7 separate regions of the Mus musculus genome follow, and all the other regions are linked to region 7. Evidence: chromatin contacts called from public promoter capture Hi-C data. All regions are on one chromosome and are shown on one strand. The core of a region is the stretch at or near the end of the contact, and the rest is flanking DNA. Distances in the headings are between cores, read along the strand shown. Region 1 holds the start of Gatb (glutamyl-tRNA(Gln) amidotransferase, subunit B). Region 2 holds the start of Rps27 (ribosomal protein S27). Region 3 holds the start of Slc27a3 (solute carrier family 27 (fatty acid transporter), member 3). Region 4 holds the start of Creb3l4 (cAMP responsive element binding protein 3-like 4). Region 5 holds the start of Dennd4b (DENN/MADD domain containing 4B). Region 6 holds the start of Chtop (chromatin target of PRMT1). Region 7 holds the start of Mrpl24 (mitochondrial ribosomal protein L24).

What was found. Promoter capture Hi-C pulls out the DNA fragments that hold promoters and counts their contacts. Capture Hi-C pulls out chosen DNA fragments and counts their contacts.
Region 1: a promoter capture Hi-C map of liver shows a contact between it and region 7, with 8 times the contacts expected there. The contact joins the promoter of Gatb here to the promoter of Mrpl24 in region 7. A contact is called at or near these places in 2 of 39 promoter capture datasets (liver and neutrophils).
Region 2: a contact with region 7 is called in a promoter capture Hi-C map of liver, with 5 times the contacts expected there. The contact joins the promoter of Rps27 here to the promoter of Mrpl24 in region 7. A contact is called at or near these places in 4 of 39 promoter capture datasets (erythroid cells, liver and pre-B cells) and 1 of 9 other capture datasets (liver).
Region 3: a promoter capture Hi-C map of liver shows a contact between it and region 7, with 6 times the contacts expected there. The contact joins the promoter of Slc27a3 here to the promoter of Mrpl24 in region 7. A contact is called at or near these places in 2 of 39 promoter capture datasets (liver and pre-B cells) and 1 of 9 other capture datasets (liver).
Region 4: a contact with region 7 is called in a promoter capture Hi-C map of liver, with 5 times the contacts expected there. The contact joins the promoter of Creb3l4 here to the promoter of Mrpl24 in region 7. A contact is called at or near these places in 4 of 39 promoter capture datasets (erythroid cells, liver and pre-B cells), 1 of 115 datasets of contacts at active chromatin or transcription factors (memory CD8 T cells) and 1 of 9 other capture datasets (liver).
Region 5: a contact with region 7 is called in a promoter capture Hi-C map of adipose tissue, with 2.4 times the contacts expected there. The contact joins the promoter of Dennd4b here to the promoter of Mrpl24 in region 7. A contact is called at or near these places in 2 of 39 promoter capture datasets (erythroid cells and liver), 1 of 484 Hi-C or Micro-C datasets (B cells) and 2 of 9 other capture datasets (adipose tissue and liver).
Region 6: a promoter capture Hi-C map of liver shows a contact between it and region 7, with 5 times the contacts expected there. The contact joins the promoter of Chtop here to the promoter of Mrpl24 in region 7. A contact is called at or near these places in 5 of 39 promoter capture datasets (cranial neural crest, erythroid cells, liver and 1 more) and 2 of 9 other capture datasets (adipose tissue and liver).

Annotation. Positions count from the first base shown.
Region 1 is chr3:85,572,387-85,575,493 of GRCm38.p6, forward strand. It overlaps Gatb (glutamyl-tRNA(Gln) amidotransferase, subunit B), which reads left to right and starts at 1,743. Exons shown (of 13, transcript NM_144896.4): 1 at 1,743-1,933. The coding sequence starts at 1,758. It also overlaps Gm3740.
Region 2 is chr3:90,212,072-90,214,923 of GRCm38.p6, forward strand. Rps27 (ribosomal protein S27) reads right to left here and starts at 1,577. Exons shown (of 4, transcript NM_027015.4): 1 at 1,539-1,577; 2 at 1,122-1,230; 3 at 863-973; 4 at 596-682. The coding sequence starts at 1,544. The coding sequence ends at 654. It overlaps Nup210l (nucleoporin 210-like), which reads left to right. Exons shown (of 40, transcript NM_029937.2): 40 at 1-80. It also overlaps a transcript of Rab13 not described here.
Region 3 is chr3:90,388,525-90,391,224 of GRCm38.p6, forward strand. It overlaps Slc27a3 (solute carrier family 27 (fatty acid transporter), member 3), which reads right to left and starts at 1,414. Exons shown (of 10, transcript NM_011988.3): 1 at 648-1,414; 2 at 166-375. The coding sequence starts at 1,266.
Region 4 is chr3:90,241,756-90,244,520 of GRCm38.p6, forward strand. Creb3l4 (cAMP responsive element binding protein 3-like 4) reads right to left here and starts at 1,388. Exons shown (of 10, transcript NM_001307934.1): 1 at 1,263-1,388; 2 at 967-1,081; 3 at 456-690; 4 at 177-298. The coding sequence starts at 1,077.
Region 5 is chr3:90,263,629-90,266,548 of GRCm38.p6, forward strand. Dennd4b (DENN/MADD domain containing 4B) reads left to right here and starts at 1,607. Exons shown (of 28, transcript NM_001356483.1): 1 at 1,607-1,933. It overlaps Crtc2 (CREB regulated transcription coactivator 2), which reads left to right. Exons shown (of 14, transcript NM_028881.3): 14 at 1-497. The coding sequence ends at 72.
Region 6 is chr3:90,508,207-90,511,274 of GRCm38.p6, forward strand. It overlaps Chtop (chromatin target of PRMT1), which reads right to left and starts at 1,292. Exons shown (of 6, transcript NM_001293776.1): 1 at 985-1,292. It overlaps S100a1 (S100 calcium binding protein A1), which reads right to left. Exons shown (of 3, transcript NM_011309.3): 3 at 2,828-3,068. The coding sequence ends at 3,015.
Region 7 is chr3:87,917,856-87,920,931 of GRCm38.p6, forward strand. Mrpl24 (mitochondrial ribosomal protein L24) reads left to right here and starts at 1,689. Exons shown (of 6, transcript NM_026591.3): 1 at 1,689-1,850.

The DNA of each region.
Region 1 (3,107 bases), core at 493-2,992, 2.3 Mb before region 7:
AGTGACTTCCACTGGATTGCTCCTCTTGGAAATCTCCAAGGCAACCAAGCACCTAAGTTCACACAGAGAATAGGTTCCTTTTCTGGCTTCCTTACCATACACTACACACATAAGTCAGAACTGTTGGGCCCCATTTTGGCCCTGGTTTGGGCCTTGAGGACAAACTCGAATCTGGCTCGAGTTTCTGCGGCCTTGTGGGAGAGCCTAAGCCTGGCTCAAGTTTTGAGACCTGTCTCAGTCACTTCCATATTGGGGTGACTCAGCAAGACCTGTTTGGCCCTGCCTCTGCCCTGTCGTTGCTGATGTAGAGCTTTGCCATTGACCCTGTCAGTCACTACGCCATCTTACCCCACCAAAACCCGCCTCCCTATGTTCCAAACTTATATAAGCAAGAGGCTGACTCCATAAAGTTGAGTTCCTGCTTCAACAAGACTCCCAACTCTGTGTGTTTCTTTTGGGCCGTTGACACTCGCCATCCTGCTCAGCCCTGGAGAGACCCCAGAGGGACAGGGACCTCTCTCCTCTGTCCTGGACCTGTCAGCAAGGAGCAGGTACAGAACCTCCAACTCTCGATCAGGTCCCTCAATCTCACCTTGCACATCTCCCAGAAACATATGTTTTACTTTACCCTTCACCACTACCCCAATCTGTTATTGCGTTTCTAAAGAACATACCCTCTCAACAGCCCCCATTTGTCAAATACATTCACTGCACTGTACTACTTCATATATTCTTGAGGCGCCTACTCTGTACTCTGGAAATACTATGGTAAATACCAGACAAGGATCCATTGAAATCAAAGATAGCTGTTAAGACTATGTTGACAATTAAAATCAGGCAATGAAAGTAAGAACTATTGTAGACTAAGTTTTCAAATAAAAAAAAAAATCACCTGGAATTTCAACAAGGGATATGAAAGGCTCTGCTTGGTTTTGCCTTCCTGAGGGTGGGACCTAGCATCTCTACATGGTAGGCAAATGCTGTACCACTGAGGGATATGCCCAGTCCAAGATGAGTTCTGAAGTCAAACAACAAAAGAAATCCATTGAGGTGATGTCTTTTTTTCTATCAAAGCTTTCTAACACAAGAAATTGTTTCAGATGTTGGCTAAGAAAAATAGTAAGTAAAAAGCACATAAAAGTTTAAAAATTTTTTTCGGACATGAAAACAATTTTTAAAACGTTTTTCTGTATGGTTCCTCTCCCTAAAATGTCAATTCTTTAAAATATAACATCCCCAAAGTCTTTCTTTCTAGCATATCAATGCTGCCTTATTATTGAACTAGGTATATATAGCAGGCATGCAAATAAGTATCAGTTGAAATAATGCACAAATTTGTGTGCGAGGTGTGCGAGCAAGACAGAAAAAATAAAAGCGTTGGAGGGTCCAGGAAGCCTTTGTGGTAATGTTAGGGTCATTTGTTTCAACTCACGGGCTTAAGCTGAGTATAAAATCCTTGGTGAGGCTTCCTTGCTTGGCGCTCCCTCAAAGAGCTGTCAAAGTACACACAAGCTCTACCGCCACAAAGCTCTCCAACTCCCCGCTAGGAGGAGTCACACAGGACCCACCAACCTTCCCACTTCTTTGGTTCCGCCCCTCCCTAACAAAGTTCCGGCAGCCTTTGAATTGGGTTGCTGGGAACAGTAGTCTTCCGGTCAAGAGCTACACGGGTTGTGGCGCATTGCCAGAACTACGCTTCCCAGGGAGCCTCGCGGCAGAGGGAGGGTGGGTCACCTGACCGGGACTTCGGCGACGCTATGGCGGCGCCCATGCTGCGCTTGGGTTTCCCTGGAAGACGCTGGGCTTTAACATGGCTAGATGGCGGTTCCCGCCACCGAAGTGGCTCTCAGACTGGGCCCACATCCAACTGGGCTAGGAGACAGAGTTCAGTGGCTCAGCCTTCCCTCCACACGGCTCAGAAGCCGAGGAAAGGGTATATCTTCTTCGTACTTTTGCCTGTCTCGTGGAAGTGCAGAACGAAGATAATGGCCCCGGCAGCCCAGCCTGAGGGTTTTAGTGTGCTGGAGGGTGGTCACCTGTGTTATGGGCAACTGAACCTAAATGAAAACACAAAACCAGGCCTGCCACCTTCAGCCTCACACTTAAAACTTCTGTCTTAAAGTAGGCATATTTGGACAACGTGCGAATGTAAAATAGCGTTTCCTCCAGTCGTCTTCTCAGACAGAAGACTGGAATACTTTGCCCTACTAACTCGTGTGGGGTCTGCGACACTAGACTCTGGCTCGTATGTAGCGGGCATTTGGCGTCACTACAGGCTAGCAATAATTTAAAGACAGAAAATAGCCGTTGTACAAAGCCCCAGATAGGAGAGGTCTTATTAGTCAGAAAGCACTAGCTATCTGTGGTTTTATTGTGGGCATATTTGTCTAGACCCCAGGAGGATGTTAGTCGACTGACGAAATCTTTCCCCGATTATATAAAGAATTGCTTATGTTGTACAGCAGTTAGTTGCTTCCGTGTACATGATTTAAAGCTTCTTTTAAAATACAGCAACAAGGCAATTTTTAAAAAAGTTTTGTTTTGTTGAGGTTGGCATTCTTTTTAGCATTTCAGTGAAGAAGAGAAGAAAAATGTCCAAAATCATCACCTTTCTATTCTCTTCATAAACTAGACTATTTTCTTTCCACGAAATGAAACTGCAGAAATACTTCGATTAGCAATTAGAACATGCAGAATTTCTGAATTTCTTAGTTTATTTCCTCTCTCTTGAAAGCTTTATTATCAAATTTTAGAAAGAAGGAATTAATCTTTTCTCATTCCTTCATCTGTTGAACTGCTTAAAACAAAACTGAATGCACATGAATTAAAATCTGACTAATATAGAAAATGTCTAGGGAGAAGTGAAGACTAGGAACATACATAGGAATAGAGAATTTAATTCCCCAAAGAGAGTGGAGTACTGGCTCACCAGAGTAGGGCTGTTCAGATAAGAGACAGTATATCACTGTAAGCATTTACAAAGATTTGCTAGCAGTGAAGTATGAACAAATGAAAAAAATTTAAGTTTAGATCTCAAGAACTGGATGGGACTTGGTGGATGAAAACAAAGTTTCCTCTAATGGTTTTCTGTTCTTTTTCACGGGTTT
Region 2 (2,852 bases), core at 327-2,826, 2.3 Mb after region 7:
CAAGTTTAGTAGCTAACTACAAAACTAAACCTCCAGATCAAGTTTGTAGTAAGTATAAATAAAAGCTCCTAGGTGGTTAAGTCACGTGTGTAAAGATTACATTTCTGAGGCTGGATTCCCGAAGCCCTCGGTGTCTGTCTGTTCCTAGCACCACAAAAACCGCAACAGCAGTACACACCTACAATGCCATCACTTGACAGGTATCCTGTCACATACACTTGAAGCTACCTAAGGCCATCTCAACAACACACAGAAAAACAGTAACCCTCTGCTTCTCAGGCACTGGGATTAAAGCAGCCTGGGTACCATTATCCCTAAATAAAGACAGTCCCCACTGTCACACACCTTTGTATGACACAATGTTTCCAATAACCATTGCTAAAAGTTACTACCAAAAAGACATAGAAGAGTAAGCCCAATTATACACTATCACCAGTTTTAAACCATGGTCTAAGATTTATACAGTGAATCTAGATAAAAATGCCCCCAATGGACTCTAGGTGTTTGGCCACTTACTTGACCCCAAAGGGACCACTCTTCTGTTTGCCCTGGGATATGTGAGGCACCACTTGCTACCAGTTAAACAAGACAAACATTATATATCCAAAACGTGTTTATTGGGAAGGTTCCCACTCATCTTCAATCAGGGGCTTTCAGTGCTGCTTCCTCCTGAAGGAGCATCCTGGAAGAAAAAGATGCAAACGTTACTTCTGCCTGCCACTGACCCTGCCTCATCTGCAGAGTGCTAAACCTTCCTAACAGGAGTGCAGCTGGCTTTACCAGCCGGAAGCCTTGCATTCTACTCAGCCTTTCACCTTAGGACCCCAAAGCCAAACAAAACCCCAACACTGAGACCACTCACCTTCTGTCAGCCTTGCTTTTCCACCTGTAGGCTGACAGAGGACAGTGGAGCAGCCAACACACAAGACTACCGTTTGTGCATGGCTAAAGACCGTGGTGATTTTATAGCATCCTGGGAAGAAAAAAAAAGAGAAGAAAAATGTTAACTTCTTTTATTCCTCTCCAAGTTACCACTTCTGAACTCGTAATAAAATCAAAAATTAAGTTACAACCATTAGTACAGTTTAGTTTTCCCGCACAGCTGAAAACCACTTCCTTACCTGGGCATTTCACGTCCATAAAGTAGGAATTGGGGCTCTGCACCAGGCGCTTTTTCTTGTGTTTCCTCTTCTCCTCTTCTGGAGAGGGATGAAGGAGATCCTTTGCGAGCTAAAAGGGGCAGAAATGCAAAGACTTAGAAGGTAATGGAGGAAAGAGATGATGGGAAAGAGCCCCCACTGGCACACACCGAGGAGAACTCGCCCCTCGCCGCCCCTGGTGTCTGCGTAGCTGGGCCGCCATCTTATCTCCTCTCCGCTCCCGTCTACGCGGCTGACCCGTGGGCCGCCGCGGCTCTGGTTACTGTCCTAAGAGACGCAGAGCGCACATGTGGACCCTGTAGGACCCGCAATTAGCGCAAGAGGACCGTGCGGACCCAAGAGCGAGTTCTCTGTCGAAACCTGGACCAAGGAACTCACAGGCATGTTCTCGTAGGGAGGTCGTCACCGCCGGAAAGGAGCGAAAGCGGAAATCCTGTTCCTTATATCTGATATGGGACAGGAAGTGACGAGCCGTGTTGCTTCGCCATCTTCGGAAGGTCTTCTACTCTGTTCGAATGCAACGGAATGCCCGTTGACTGCCATTTGTAGAAGGTCCGTAAAGGCTCCTCGCGTCGCGGGCGCGTAGCCATGGTGAGAGAGTTAGCTTCTATTTTGAGTTCAGAATTTAGCTGCTGTGGCGAGAAAAATGGATACTTTTTTCTCACGTAGTTTCCGACTACGCTTTGACAGCTGGAGTGTGATGGGAACATCACAGGTGAACACCAGCGAGAAGCTTTTATCCATGACATTTTTAGTTATTGATAGTCTTTACCATTTTCCAGTTGGTTTGATTTACGCTGATTAATAATTCTAGACGTAAATAGGTTTTTTTTTTTAAAAAATGAGATACCTGCTTGAAGCTGGGGGTGTACTACGCTGGTAGGTAGAGTGCGTGCTAAGAATGTGCAAAGCGTAAACTGGGCAGGGCGCAGTGGTGCTGTCAGTGGCTCAAGGCTGGAATCTCAGAACTTCAGAGGATGAAGCGGGAGGACGAGGAGTTCAAAATCATTCTAGGCACTGGGCTTCCTAGCAAGTTTGAGGTCTGAGTGGACTACAGGAGACCCTGTCTGAAAAAACAACAAAATCAAATCCTGTTCATATTTGCTCCACTGCAGCTAACCCTATTGTTTACCTTTATTGTTTTGTTGTTGCTGCTGTTTTCCAGTGCTAAAGATAGAGCCCGACTTTGTATTCTTACAATTCTTTACCTTTGAGGAATAAAATCAAATATCCTTACACCACTTGACACGTGCATTGCTTTTAAAGTGCTAATTAAAGGCCAGACGAGGTTGGTCACACCTTTATCACTGCATTCTGGCAAAGCATGGAAGAGACTGAGTTCTGGCCAGCCTGATCTAGCAAGTTGTAGGACAGCCAGAACTACAAGAGATGTCTCTAAAAACCAAATCAAAACAAAAAGTATGTTATTTAACTATGGAGCTGCTGTAACCATTACCACATTGTACAAATTTGTGTGTTTGCTGCTCAACACAGAGGCAGGTGGATCTCTGAATTCAAGTGTCTATAAATAAAATAATAAATAAATAGTCCATGCTTAAATGAATGCATGTTGATTTTGGATTTTGGCAATATACATGGCAGAGATATCTTGGGAAATAGATTCTAGGTTTAAAAATGAAATTCATGGCCAGGTGTGGTGGTGCACGCCTTTAATCCCAGCACCTGGGAGGC
Region 3 (2,700 bases), core at 164-2,663, 2.5 Mb after region 7:
CTGAGCTGTGTCCTGGAAAAATAGGTATTTTGGGGACTGGAAGGAGAGAAGCTGTGCCTGGGATGGTGTCCAGGGTGATCTGAAAGTGACAAGCGTCCCAGTCCTCTCCCCAGACCTTGCCACCCTCTGCCTCAGTGTCTGAGAAGTATTGTATCCAGTCCTCACCAGTAGTGCCAGAGGTGAAGATGTACAGGCAGGTGTCCATTATGTTCTGGGGGGCAGAGAGGTACCCCGGCACTGGCTCATCCACTTGGTCTGCTGCTTCCGATAGCAAATTGCTGATTCCAGCTACATTAGTTTCAGGGCCCGTCGCCCATAGGTGGAGCCCCATGGCTCTCAAGGCCGGCAGGTCCGGCTCCAGGGACTCCAGGAACTCTACAAGGGTAGGCAAACCCAGCTTCGAGGTTCTCCAGCTACTCTAAAGCCTTCCATCACCTGGTTGGTTTGCTCTGTCCTTGTGCAATGCTCTAGGGTGAGGGTGGCAATGTGGGGATCCCACGTCTTGCCTGGGACCTGTAATCCGACGGCTTAAGAATTCTTTGGGTCTAGCACATCCCTCCCCAAACCCAGGCCTCTTTCTTATTCCCACTCACTTCTGCACCTCGGGTCTAGGGAGCAGGCGCGCCCTCTCTGGCTCGCAGCCTTACCTGTGGCCAGCACGAGCGCACTCGCACCGCAGCTGCGGAGGCAGTGCAGCAGGGGTCCTCGGCGTAAAGCGGTGGGCACAAAGGCCGTGCGCAGGCCAGCTTTGGCCAGTCCGAACCAAATCCAAAGGAAATCCGGGCCCGCTGGGAGGAGCAGCGCCACGGTCGCCCCGGGTGCCAGAGGGGGCGCGGTCGTCCCTCTAGCAGCCGCATCTCCAGCCGGAGGCGCCACGCGTGCGCCTTCCTCAGTGCTGCCCCTGCCCGAGCCTCGGCGGCCCCCGGTCCAGCCCCGTGCGCGCAGAAAGGCGCGAGCAATCCGGTTGCTCTCGCGCTCAGCCTCCGCGTAGCTAAAGCGCTGCGCGCCGTGGATGAGGAAGGTGTGTGTCGGCTGCTCCCGGGCCAGGTACGCGAGACGCCAGGCCAGACTGCACCCGCTCTCAGAGCTTTCGGGGTCGGCGGCCGCTGCGGCCAGCGCGCGTGCTCGAAGGGCCCTTTTGCAGCGGAGGGCGCGAACTGTGAAGGCCAGGTCGGCCGGCAGCCAGCGCAGCTGAGGCCAGACGTCTAGCTTCAGCAGCAGAGGCAGGAGCAAGAGTAAGGGCAGCAGCAGCAGGAGGGCCGCCATGGTGCCCTTTTCCTCTAGTCCGTCCCAGCAGCTCACACACACTCCAGGTGGTCCTTCCTGAAACACTAAGCCAGCTTTGGTCCGGCTCGGACAACCTTTCTTCCCGGGAACGTGGCGCGCGTGCGCTGGCACCCGCCCTTCCCACCCAGCTTCTGCGGTGTGGCGCGGGAGCCAGGAGTGCGAGAGTCGGGGGCGGCCCGGCCCTCCCCACAACCCAGGCCCCGCCCTAGGCGCACACGCTCCGGAATTTGACCGCTGGTGGCCAGCAGCCTGTCGGGTCCAAAGAGGTGCCTACCCTCCAACCCCACAGCTGTGCATTTTCATGGCCACCTAAGCTATTGGCTGGCTTATAGTCCTGGTCCTGGAGCCATTCAATCCTTTGATTGTTCTTTGTCACCCATGATGGGATGGTACCACTGCTCTCTTCCTAAGGCGACTGAAGAATCTGGCCCCTGGCCAGGTCGGGTCTGCAAGTCTGGGCAAAACAGCTGCCTCCAGCTACCAGCAGCAATAGCAACCCCCCAGGGAATGGGTGGGGGAGCCTGAGAATTAAGTTACGGGAAAGGTGGAGGCCAATCTGCCAGACTTGTGAAGGGAAGCCCTTCATTTTAGGCAAGGATACAATAATTGGGACCAGGCAGCAAATGTTTCCCATCCTGGTTTTAATCGGTGCAGTGGAAACTGGGGATGGGAAGAGGAAGAAAAAAGAGGCCTCTTGGTGGTTTAGAGTTTCAAAAGTAGTGGCTTTAAAAGAGCATGGATTCTCAGAAGAGGAAAATGTCCAGGCTGAATCAATGGAGTGTGTGCACTAAACCTAGCCTTTACCTCTCCTCAGCAAGGCATCGAATGTCCCTGGACAGGGAAGCTGAAAGCATGATCTGGGACTATCCTCTGCTGCTATATGGGGACAGTAAGCAGTCAGACTGGAAGAGCGTCTCCTGCCCTGGCATTTGAGCTTTCATCCTCTCTCCTTCAAAACTCAACGTAGAGCACCCTTCCCTGCCTAAACCCCTGGGAACAGTGCACTTACTAAAGTGAGGGGCGAATGCTGGCTTTGGAGGATATGGAGGTCTTAGGTGTGTGGATTATGTGCACGCTTGAGTGCACTTGTGTATTCATGGGGTGGAGGCCCAAGGTACAAGTCAGGAATCCTAGATCACTCTCCACCTCATTCGTCAAGGTAGGCTCTCTCAGCTGAACCCTGAGCTCACTGATAGCTAGCCAGCCATCTGACTCCAGGGACCCAGTCTCTGCCTTCTGAGCTCTGGGATCATAGGCAAGCCACCATAGAACTCTGGTCCTCATTCGTGTGTGGCAAGTTTTTTATCTACTAAGTAACCCCTCCCCTCCCCTTCCCACCCCACCCCACCTCCTAAAGATGAAGTTCCCGAGAAGCAATGGGCAAGGCCAGCCAGCCTGCAGGGAGATGGTGCC
Region 4 (2,765 bases), core at 138-2,637, 2.3 Mb after region 7:
CTACACTTTCCGGCTCTTAGAATTGCTTGTTTCTCCTTGGCCTTCAAAACCACTGCTACCAAAAGTGGGGCAAACCAGTTCCTCATTAGTGTCTCCTCCCTTTTCCCCCATGCCCCCACTCATATGAGGGCATGTATACTGGGGGAACATCAGTTCTGGTTGGCGTCGAGACTTACCATGGCTGCAGGAGGTGCTGGGGCTCTGGTGCTGACCCTAGGCAGGATATGTCTATGCGAATCGGAGGGCAGTCCACTGACTGTGCATGCATCAGGGACCATAAGTGCAGGGGTCCACTGATCTGAAAAAAGATACAGAGACTGGGACAAAGGAGTCAGAAGGCTGTGGTAAGGGCGGGGACTGGGCAGTGGCACAGTTTGGGAACCTTCTCCCCTTAATCTCACCACCAGGGCTGGGCCTGAAAGGGGCGTTGCCCTATTTCCAAAAAGTACACTGACCTATCTGAATAGAGATGAGTCCGAAGGTTGGCCCAGCTTCCCGCTGAGTTCCCTGTAGGGTCCCTGAATCATAGACAACCTCATAGAGGGCAGGGGAACTGGAAGCCTGTTGGGCAGGGGAGCCAGGATCTTCAGAGACCCCACTGTCCCTACCAGGAGATGTTTCTGAGCAGTGTATCATATTGGGATCGATAAAGAGGTTCAGGAAATCGTCAGGTTCACTCTTCTGAAGGCCCTATAGGAGGAGAGGGTACGCATGTCTGCAAAGAAGTACCTTGACAGTCTTACCTGACAGTAGTCTTAGATCCTTAATGCTTCAATGCTATCCCTTCTTGGACATAGGAAGAGTAACAATACGCGTCTATTTCGTGGGCTCTATTATGAGAACTCTTTCTTTGTGACGACTTAAGGCTTCTAGTCAGAGTTCTCTCAACCTAACTCCCACTTCCATTGAACAGCCTGGGCTACAGCCCCTACTCATCTCCCAGCTTTGCAGCCCCTGTTCTTGTACCCTGGTCACCGGGACCTTTGACGCGGGACCGTTGAATCCCAGCTCCAGGAAGGATCCCGTCGAGAAGATATCTTCTGGGGGTTCCAGCAACTCAGGGCACCCGAGCTCCATGTTTCTGCATGGGAGGGAAAGTTATAAGGAAGGTGGTGGCTGCCCTCGCCTCTGAAGCTACGGGCTCCTCGGCATTTTCTCCGTTAGTTACTCTTTTCCTCTGCTCTCATGAGGCAGCCCCTCGGAGGAGAACACACTTCAGGCCTTATCTTTGGGTTCAGAAAAATAGCCCCACTGGGTATTACCTGTTTTATTCTCTTTAGTTGTTGTTCGGAGAACTTTGCTCTGCCAAACCAGCCTAGCCCGCTGAAGCCCCAAACACTACACCTTTTCTTTCCACCAGGATCTGTATCCTGGTCCTGCCCAATCAGGCCCCGCCCACTACGCTGTCCGTGGAGTTTGGGGTAGGAAAGGGTGGGGGAAGGGAGAGGGTTGGGTTGCACCTGGCCAGGAACCACTGTCGGGACCTGCATCTGGGAGTAATATTAAGACACTGTCCATGTGCAAACAGAAATAAAACTATAGGTACCCACACCCTTTCTGTCAGTTTTCTCAGTGCTAGTAGATCTTGCTGCGGGCTTGATGTCTCGTCAGCAAAGAGTTGAGATAGTAGTGACTGGTACACAGGATTCCCAGGTGTCTGTTTCGAAGCCACAATCTTTACAAGTGGGAGACCCATCTCAGGGTAGAGAAAGAAACCAAGATTTTGAAGGCATCCTCCATCCCAGCTCCGGCCCCCTGCGCCACAAGGCATTCTTCCACTGGTGAATCCTAATTGGGCATTGAAGACTTAGGACCGGGTTTCTAGCCAATGGCTGACTATCTCGAGGCTCACGCCCTCGCGGTTAGCAACAATAGACCAGCAGAAAAGAATCCCAGAAGTAATTTGGCAGGGCTCCGGGTTCCAGCCAGAGGCCCCTACTTATATTGTAGGAAAGTTGAGCTAAAGCTTCCGTGCTGAGGGTAGGAACCGCACAGAGGTTGTTTGGGTTTGAGTTTGTTTACCTCGTGGTTCTGAGGCCCCAAGTTATTACTTAGGCAGACCTGTAGCCTGTGGACCAGGATTCCACTTTCTGGCAGCTACCTGTGCAATCGGCCTATGTGGATCCAGGAACCGGGTTACACATTGCTGCACTTTGGGGACCCTGCTAACCCATGCGGGGGGACACAGGACAGGGAAACTGCCATACATTAGCCAAACATTTACTTTTGGTTTGAAATCTTATTGTTTCCTTAAACTATTAGTTTTATGTATAGTTTTGTGTTTTGAAACAGGAGTGAGGAGGTCTCATTTCTCAGGGTGGCCTCCTGAGTAGCTGATACTGTATCAGTGTAGCTTGAAACCTGTTTCAGAGGTTGTGTGGGAGTGCATGCCAGTAATTTTCATGCCCAAGAGGCTTACCAGAAGTGTCTCTGCTGCCAAGGCCAGCCTGGGCTACATAAGATCCTGTTTCAATTAATCCCAGCATTCAAGAGGCAGAGGCAGACTGCTCTGGCCTCAAGGTCTACAAAGTGAGTTCCAGGACAGCCAAGGGTACACAGAGAAACCCTGTCTTGAAAAAAAAAACCAAAAACCAAAACAACAAAACCACAAACAAAAAAACCCAAAAGTACCAATTATCTATTCAGTGATGTGTCCAATAAGTTCTATTTTTCTTACCTCACACTTACAGCTGCCTTCTTGTCAGAAAGTATCAGATGGTGGAACAATATTAAAGGAGAGTTGGAGGAGAGCTGATGAAAATGAG
Region 5 (2,920 bases), core at 357-2,856, 2.3 Mb after region 7:
CTGAGTGACCCCTGTGCCCTGCTGCCTGACCCTGCTGTGGAGGACTCATTCCGTAGTGATCGGCTACAGTGAGGGGACCTCACTGCCATCCTTCTTCATGGCCCTGTCCCATCAGTCTTCATCCCTTCCCCCTGGCCAGTAGAGACTACTCTCTGCCCCCAGATCCTTTTTCTAATATGAATGAAGGATCCTAAAACTGAGGAAAGGGAAGGGGCTTGGCCAGGTGGCCCCTGAATGCTGTATGTCTGGTGGGCTTGGGGGAATTCAAGGGAGGGCCTAAAAGCACTTGTAACTTTGAAAACCGTCTGTCTGGAGGTCAGAGCCTGTTGGGAAGCAAGGTGTAGAGGGAAATCTTGGAGAGAGGGCTTGTCCAGAAGGGATGGGCACTACCAGCCCCTCCCTATTTCTCTTCCCCTTGCAATGGAAGAGAGAGCCAGAATGGATATTATTTTTTATTAAATATATTATATGTTAATAAAAAATCCTATTAAACCTTTTGTGTGCTTGGCTATTTGGTACATGGCTGGGGACCTAAGGAGGTTTGGTGCCATAGGTTCTTTTGTGTTGCATTTTTGTTTGTTTGTTTTTTGACAGGATTTCTCTTACATAGGGCAGACTACCTAGAAGTCACACGTGCCCGTTGGCACCTTGGCTTCCTTAGTGCTAGGGCTACGGGTGTGCGTTAATCCTCTCAGAACTTTTGTGCTTGTGCGGAAGCACCATTCTCAGATTTAGGTCCCAAACTGGATGTATCCTAAAGCCTATACAGACTTCACCGAGGCAGCAGGAAGTCACCTTATGTGCCCTTGTTTGTTTAAGGCCCTGCCTGCTGCAGCATCAGGGGATGGGGCACCGTGACTAGCCTGACAAGTTACTCTTCTGAAGCCCTGGGTAAGGAGAGGCTGTTGTCCCAAGTCACAGTTGTTTCTGTTAGAAAATCCTCCCCTCTCCTGGAGGAGGCTATTGCCAGTGTTGATGCTTCTAGAGAGAAGTAAGCAGGCCTAGCTGGCTTACTTGGTTTATGTTTGGGGGACCTAAGCAATCTCATGTTCTGAGGACTGTATGTCGATTCATCCATTTCACTGCTCCATTTGGGTTTAACGCAATAGATCCTTGGGAGACAACCATGTTCCACGAAGGCTTTGTTAGACTTCACCCAGCATAGTGAAAGGAGTGCTACACCTCCACTATTCGGCTTCATGCCTTTCTTCCTCTTTTTCAATGTTCTTGTCATTTCTCGAAAGAAGAACTGAGAGTTTCTGGCTCTGGCCAGTGGGTTCTAAACGTGGAAGTGGGGAGTCACCTGGGTTTCCCAGGTCTAGGTCTTCAGGGCCTTCGCTGTGGCACAGTGGCCACATCTGACGGTAGGGCAGGACAGGAGCACCGACTCTGACTTCGGGGCCATCTGGGGTCAGTGTCTTGCTTTTTCCTCCGGGTGGTGGGAATCCGCTTGGTTGCAGGGGGCCCTCCCAGCCACCAGGGGTCGCACTGCAGGCGGCAGGGTGTTGGGCCGGCGCTAGCCAGGGTCACGGCCGCAGGCCCGGGTGTGTGGGGGGGGGCAGAATAGCGGAGGCGCCCGCGGCTCCTGGGGGGGTGGGGGGCGGGTATGAGTGGAGAAAGCAGGGCGCGTTGAAGAGCTTGGGGTCCCCAGCAACGTGGGAGCCGGGAGGACCGCGCGGCTGGAACTAGCGGTGTGGTGTGGCAGCAGTCCCCGCGTGGCGCAGCGCGCGGGGACGCTGGGACCGCCCAGATCTTCTTCCACCGTGCCCGGCGCCCTCGGCTGCTGCTTCTTCCTTCAGCCCGGGCGCGAGCGGCTCCTAAGTCGAGTGCGCCATGTCCGGGGCTGGATAGCAGCCCAGCCGCCCGCCGGCCCGCCAGCCCGCCCTCAGAGCCACCCGCCAGCGGGCCGGCTGGGGAGTCCCAGGGCAGGCAGGTAGGGGCCGGACCGGGCGGGGCGGCGGGCGGGTTAGGGCGGGCGGAGGGCGGGCGGCTCCAGGGACTGTCCCCAGCTGTTCTACGCTGCGCATCTGGTTCCGCTTCCTCCCTCCCAGAGAAGTGAAAGTGGAGGGGAGGGCGCAACCCAGAGCTAGCTAGCTGTGCTCGACATCCTACAACCTGGAGCTCCCGCGGGCGCTCAAGCCAGAGCACCCCTCCTTCCCGCCTGGGTCACGCGGCTGCTGGCGCTGCTGCCGTCACGTCCTCGGCAGTCCCCGCGCGCGCTTCTCTCGGCCCTCCGGCCTCTTGCTCAGCCACCTCCCCCGCGCCGCGCCCTCTGCCCTAGCCCCGACTTCCCGTCATTCGGCATGTGGGCGTTGGGACCCAAAGTGGCTCCAGTGCCGTTGTTTTCCCCCAAGGGAGAAGGGGCTGCATTCTATAGGACTCTTCCCTGGCTGGATAAGGGAAGGCCTGGACACACAAGTCCTGTTGATCCGGGACCACCCACTTGCCTATAGAGGGTCTCATCTAACGGCTTTTGCCTACTGTCTGGAGCACAGAACTACTATTGGCCTGCAGTGGATGAGAGAGTGAGCTGTGTCCTGGAGTTAAATCAGGAGGCTGACGCTGACTCCTGGCTTCACCTCTCAGATGTAGAGAAGCTCAAGCTAAATTTAGCTTGAGTTGGGGCATGTGTGTCCAGAGGCCAGGTTGAGAAGACAGTCGGTTTGGCTCTAGTTCTCTGAGGAAGAGCGGGAGGTTAAATAGACTGTGCATCCTGGAGACACTAAAAGCTTCCCTGCCTTGCACAGGACCCTTAGTGGGAGGTCTGCGTTGGTCTGATGCTGTGCTGGCACCTTAAACAGTACTATCCCCCCCGCCCCCCCAGCGATACCACACACCCATAGGCTGACTTATGCTGAGCTAGCGACAGCTTCCCCTTCGCAGCCATTTCAGGAAGTAGCCTCCCTTCCCCTCTGAAGCA
Region 6 (3,068 bases), core at 42-2,541, 2.6 Mb after region 7:
TCTATAGAAAGTTGAGGGTCATGGATCTAGAGAAATGGAGGAGCTGGGAATATAGCTCCTCAGTAGAGTGCTTGTTTAGCACTGATGAAGCCCTGGGAAGTTCAATTCCCAGCAGCAACAGGGGAGTGGTGTAACAGTCTGAGGCTGTAACGGGTTACATTGTCACACTGTGAGGACCGGACTCTCATACACCCAAAATAAAAAGAAAAGCCTAGTTTCAAAATCGATTCTCAACTCCAAATGCAGGTGGAGCTCTAGTTAGACATGGCAGGGGAAAGACAGAAGAGGTTTTCTAAATGGGTATTCAATCTGAGAGCTCTGTTAAGAGCACACCACAATATTTTAACTGTAGTGGCATATACTGGGGAGGGGCTGAGGCAAGGGGGTCACAAGCTCAAGGCGAGCCCGGGTGATTTGACAGACCCTGTTTCAAACTAAGATTATTATTATTTTTAAAGCTGGAGATGTTAACTCGGGGCGCTAGTTTAGCCAAAGTACGATTTTGGGTTCAACTTCGGTGCCGCAAAAAAAAAAAAAAAAAAAAAAAAAAGAATCAAAATCGAACACCCAGAGCCGCCGCTAATTCCTGTACTCCTCATTTGACCTCCACCTCGAAGCCTCTCAGGACTCCAACTTTGATCAGGCGACTATTTCCGTGGTTATCCCCATCAAACGCTATTCTGGGGCGAGGCTTTGGCTCCGATGGAGGACGCTTATCTAGGTAAGCAAGACACTGGATTTGAGGCCAAACCACTACGACCAGCACCACCAGCACCAGCACCTGCACCAGACACGCCAACCACAAGCAGCACCCGCACGGCTAGCGGCCCAGCTCGCTGGCCGCGGTTCCGGCTTAGCCTCCGCCTCCCGGCTCCGCCCCCTCCCCGGCCTCTGCGCACCTCAGCCCGGTCCACACCTGCCACCCACGCCACCGGGCCCCGGACCCCGCGCCCCTCCACCTCTGCCCTCTCCACAGAAACTCACCGAAGGAGATGGACGCCAGCGCTCCTCCCGGGGTTGCCACCACGGCTGCGGCGGGCGGCCCGGAGGCCGGCCTAACCTGAGCTGACGGCGGGCCGCTCGGGTTAACTAGCTGGGCGGTTGGCTTAGATGCTTAAACGGTAGGATGTGAGGCTTCCTCGTTGTGGGTTGAGTATCTAGCTGACCGATCCTCCCGCTCGTCAAGCCTGCCCTTTCCTGCCTTTCGTCTGGGCCCCCAGAGCCGGCGCCGCCAACTCCCGCTTGGTGTCCAAAACAAAATGGCCGCCGGGCCCACCAGTGCAGCGTGACCGGCTAAAATGGCGCCGACGGGCTTGCGTCAGTGCGCGCGCAACTAGGGGCGTGGCAACATGGTCCTTTGGCCTAGCGCAAGAATCGCAGCGAATCCCCACTGACTTTGGCAAAGATCCCTTAAGTTACGTGTAGTGCTCCGCCTTCGGGGGCGTGGCCAGTGGCCGTAATCGCTAAGTACCTCTAGACTACCTTCTGGACAAGTTTATGCCCCACTTTGGTGGGATTTTTGGCTTGCAAATAGCAGCTTAGATTGGCAACAGTGTTTGTATCCTTTTATTTCCCATTCCCAAGCTAAAGACAACTGTAAAAAGTCTTTATTAGGACCTTGAGACCTGGCTAATTTGCTCAGGCCCTCAAACCTATTTGTAGAGTTTCTGTTTCTTTTTGAGGCAGGCTTCCTTTGTGTAGACCAGACTGGCTTCGAACTCACAAAGATCCACCTCCTGACCCCCCCTAACCCCGCCCCTCCCAGTACTGGGATTTAAGACCCACACTGGACTCATCTACATCCTTTTATAGGGACTGCCTCTAGAAGATGTGGCTAGTTTTAGGGTGGGTCTTTTTACCTCAAGTAATCCAATAAAGCAAATCTGTATCCCCACTTATGTATCCCTAGTTCTTACATAATGTCTAGCAATGATGAGGCATCAATAAACACTGAATGAAGCTTGGGAAAAAGTTCTTCTAGTAGTTTTTTGGTTTTGTTTTCTGGTTTTGTTTTTTTGTTGTTGTTTTTTTTTTTTTTTTTTTTTCCGAGACAGGGTTTCTCTGTGTAGCCTTGGATGTCCTGGAACTCACTCTGTTGACCAGGCTGGCCTTGAACTCAGAAATCTGCCTGCCTCTGCCTCCCGAGTGCTGGGATTAAAGGCGTGTGTCACCACTGCCTCTGGTAGTTTTTTTGAGACAGAGTCTCTATAATGTAGTTCTGGCTGTTCTAGAATTCTCTATACAGACCAGGCTGGGCTTGGACTCACAGAGATCCTCCTGCCTTTTACGTCCCAGGTGCTGAGCTGGTGTTAACTATGGTACGTGCCACCATTTCTAGCTTTCTTCAGATTTTTTAAAAAAGATTTATTTATTTATTATATGTAAGTACACTGTAGATGTCTTCAGACACACTAGAAGAGGGCACCAGATCTCGTTACGGATGGTTGTGAGCCACCATGTGGTTGCTGGGATTTGAACTCCGGACCTTTGGAAGAGCAGTCAGGTACTCTTACCCACTCAGCCATCTCACCAGCCCCACATTTTTTGATGGCTTGTTTATTTCTGTTTCTGGCTATGTAGTATGGGCTGGCTTGGAACTCAAAATCTTCCTGCCTCATCCTTCAAGTCCTGGTATTACCAATTACTCATACAAATCCTTGAGAAGCCAATGACACTTGGATTCCAGCTAAAATTTTCGGACCCCTACATTTCTGGGTTTTGAGTGTTCCTTAAATAAGGAACTAATGTAAACTTGACAAGATAAGGTGTTGGGAGTGAGCACCCCTTACTTCACACATAGCCATGCCCAGAGGGTACAGACATTGATAGCTGGTGAGAGAGAAGGCTTTATTAAAACAAGTGGCAGATCTGGACTGCCACTCTTGTGCCCTTGGTGCACGTCGAGACTGGGCAAGGATGGGGACATAGGGAGGTACAGGTGGGGTGAGGAGCAAGCACGCTAAAGGGGAAATCTTGACAAGTGGGAGAGGAAGGGCACTGCTCACAGACTGTGCTCAACTGGTCTCCCAGAAGAAGTTGTTACAAGCCACTGTGAGAGCAGCCACCAG
Region 7 (3,076 bases), core at 439-2,938:
TAAAGTAGCCGGGTGTGGAGGCGCACGCCTTTAATCCCAGCACTTGGAAGGCAGAGGCAGGCGGATTTCTGCGTTCTAGACCTGGTCTGAGTTGAGACTGGCCAGGACAGCCAGGGCTACACAGAGAAACTCTTGTTTCGAAAAACCAAAAACAACAACAAAAATAAACAACACCCACCCCCGTCTTGAAAAACCAAAAAAAAAAAAAAAAAAAAAGTCCTTTGAAGTTATCTGCAGATGTACAGCAAGCTTTGGAGTATGCATGAGACAGTATATATATAATCAGGGATGGTTGGAGATTCAGTTTCCTGTACATGTGTACTTCAGAAAAGAGAAACGGAGTATAGTCATGGGAAATACATGACTTTTGTCGAGACAGGTCACATATAGCCCAGGACACACACTAACTGTAGTGGAGGAGACCCGTTAACCGACTCTGCCAAGTGCTGAGTTCCAGCTGTAGACGTTCCTGATTGGTTTTTTGTTTTGTTTTGTTTTTGAAGTAGGATCTTCTTATTGGTCTCAAACTTAAAATTCTTTTGCCTCAGTCTCTTAAAAGTGTTGGGAAGAAGAGTTTGGTTCTTAGACCTTCAAGAGCAAGTCAAAATGTAGGGAGGAGAGGTTACCACTTAATGCTAGTTAGGTCGGTGACCACAGTCGGCTCTGAGTCCAAAGACAAGGTCTTAGCCAGGCATAATGATGCACACCTTCAATTCCAGCATTGGAGACAGGTGGGGAATCTGAGCTCTAGGCCTGCCCAGTCTGCATAATGAGTTCCAGGACAGCCAGAGTTTACATAGAACCTGTTTTTAAAAAATAAAAGGCTTTTAGGTAAGAATTACTGCTTTTAAGATAAATGTTTACTGAGCATGCAGTAAGCCTGGGATATGCAGTAAGGGCTGGGTTCAGTCTGGAGCATCATATAAAACCAGATTTGATGGTTAGCTCTCGCACCTGGGAAGGAACAGCAGAAGCCAACTAGCAAGTTTGAGGTGATCCTGGGCTACATGCACCACTCTCAGAAAACAAAAGCAGCTGAGAAGATAGAGCACTGTTGTTCTAAGTTCATCTTGCTGGGTTGCTGGTTTAGGGATAGGCCAGGTGAGGTTAGTTTGCCCACTAATGAAGTTTATAACATTACAAACTGTAGGGGAAAGCTGCTTCAAAGCTCGTAGTCATCAGCAAACTCAGGAATGAAAGGAAACATACTTAGTCTAATCAGAGCAGGAAGGTGAGTGGAGTCAAATAGCGAGCTGATAAAAGAGATCTGGTCTCTGCTAAATTTTGGTAGGGATGCCTGCCAGTCCACGGATGGTGAGAGGACAGGTGAACATGGTCGAAATCTTCCAGTACATTTCACACGAGTGATTGCTAATATAATATCACTCTTTTCTCTGAAAAGGCGGGGCATTTTTTTTTAATATGCCGCGTCCTGGTCCCTCAAGCAGAGAAGAGCCAGGACATAAAGGTGATCTCATCTGGAAATGGACACCCTTTGCTTTGAATTAGGAAGCCATAACTACCAAGAAAATGGAGCCATGTTCTCTGTGAACTACAACTCCCAGTGGTCTCCACGAAGAGCGCGAACGAACTTACGCAGCAAATTAGCATGTCTTTCGCCTTCAATTCCCGACATGCCTTTCCCAGTCTGGATTTCCTACGGTTGGCTAAATTTCCTGTTTCCTGTCCATTTTGTAGCAACGGACTAGAGTTCCCAGACGCTGGGAGGCTCGCTTCGGTTTTGTTTTGTTTTGAGCCTTCCTTTCCGCAATTTGACTACATCTCCCAAAAATCCGGTGGGTGGGGACTGCGGACGTAGAGAACGCACGTGGAAAGAAAGTTGCGGGGAGGTGAGGCTACTCAGCGACGGGGAAGGTCGGAAGGTGGATAAGCGAAGGGACTTCTTTTCCTAGTTTTAAACTGAGCCTTGGGCTCCTCTTTTGCTAGGACGTTGGAGCTATCCGCATATCGGGGTGAGTCTGACGAGGGAATTACTTGAGGCGGTGACCTGAGGACTTGTACTGAGAAGAAAGCCAGCCCCACCACGGAAGTGACACTAGCTAGCATCTAGGTTGTGTAGGGAACCAAAGGGAAAGATGGAGTGGGGGCCTGTCCGGGGCCTAAAGGAGTTTTTAAAACAAACAAGCAAGACCCCCCCCCCCCACACACACACACATACACACTTGTGATGCTGCATGCTAAGAGAGGGCAAGGTTTTCCTGGATCTTGCTGTTAGCATCCCTTACTGAGTTCTCAGTTTTCGACTTGTCAGGTAGTAGTTAGTGCTTAGTAATCGTGTATTTGATCTAGATAGAAATAGTCCCCGTGTTTCTCTAGCATCATGGTAACACTTGACTTTGCTCCCATCTCTTATCCTGAAATGTATAAAAAAAGGAGTAATAGTTCACTTATGCAAAATGCTTGCCTGTTATATGTGAATCCCCAAGTTTGATCACCAGCACCACACACACATACAAATCACAAAACATGATAAGATTATGGGCAACTTTTCATCGCTGTTGTTAGGCTTCTGTGAGATGCTATTTAGCATGGTACCACGCCAGTAGCAACTGTTTTAGAAAGCTTACTGCATGCTAGGCTAGCATTTTTACATTGAGCGTTTTTACTTTGTTGGTTTCATTCAGATAGGTTTCTCATTATAGCTCAGACTGATAATGTTTTTTTTTTTTTTTAAGATTTATTTATTTATTATATGTAAGTACACTGTAGTTGTCTTCAGATACACCAGAAGAGGGCACCAGCTCTCATTACGGGTGGTTGTGAGCCACCATGTGGTTGCTGGGATTTGAACTTCAGACCTTCGGAAGAGCAGTCGGGTGCCCTTACCCACTGAGCCATCTCACCAGCCCCGATAATGTTTTTATAAAGACGAAGGATATGTTTTGAAGAGCGCAGTAAGATGTGGTGGGAGGTGGTACCTCAGTGGGCATCTCTCCCCACCAAAGTACCAGCCATACAGTGGGTCTAGTATAGAATAAAGTTTATTTGGGGGCATGGGAAGGGAGTTGAGAAGGAAGTAGAGGTGAAGAAAGAGGGGACAGAGAAGGACAGACAG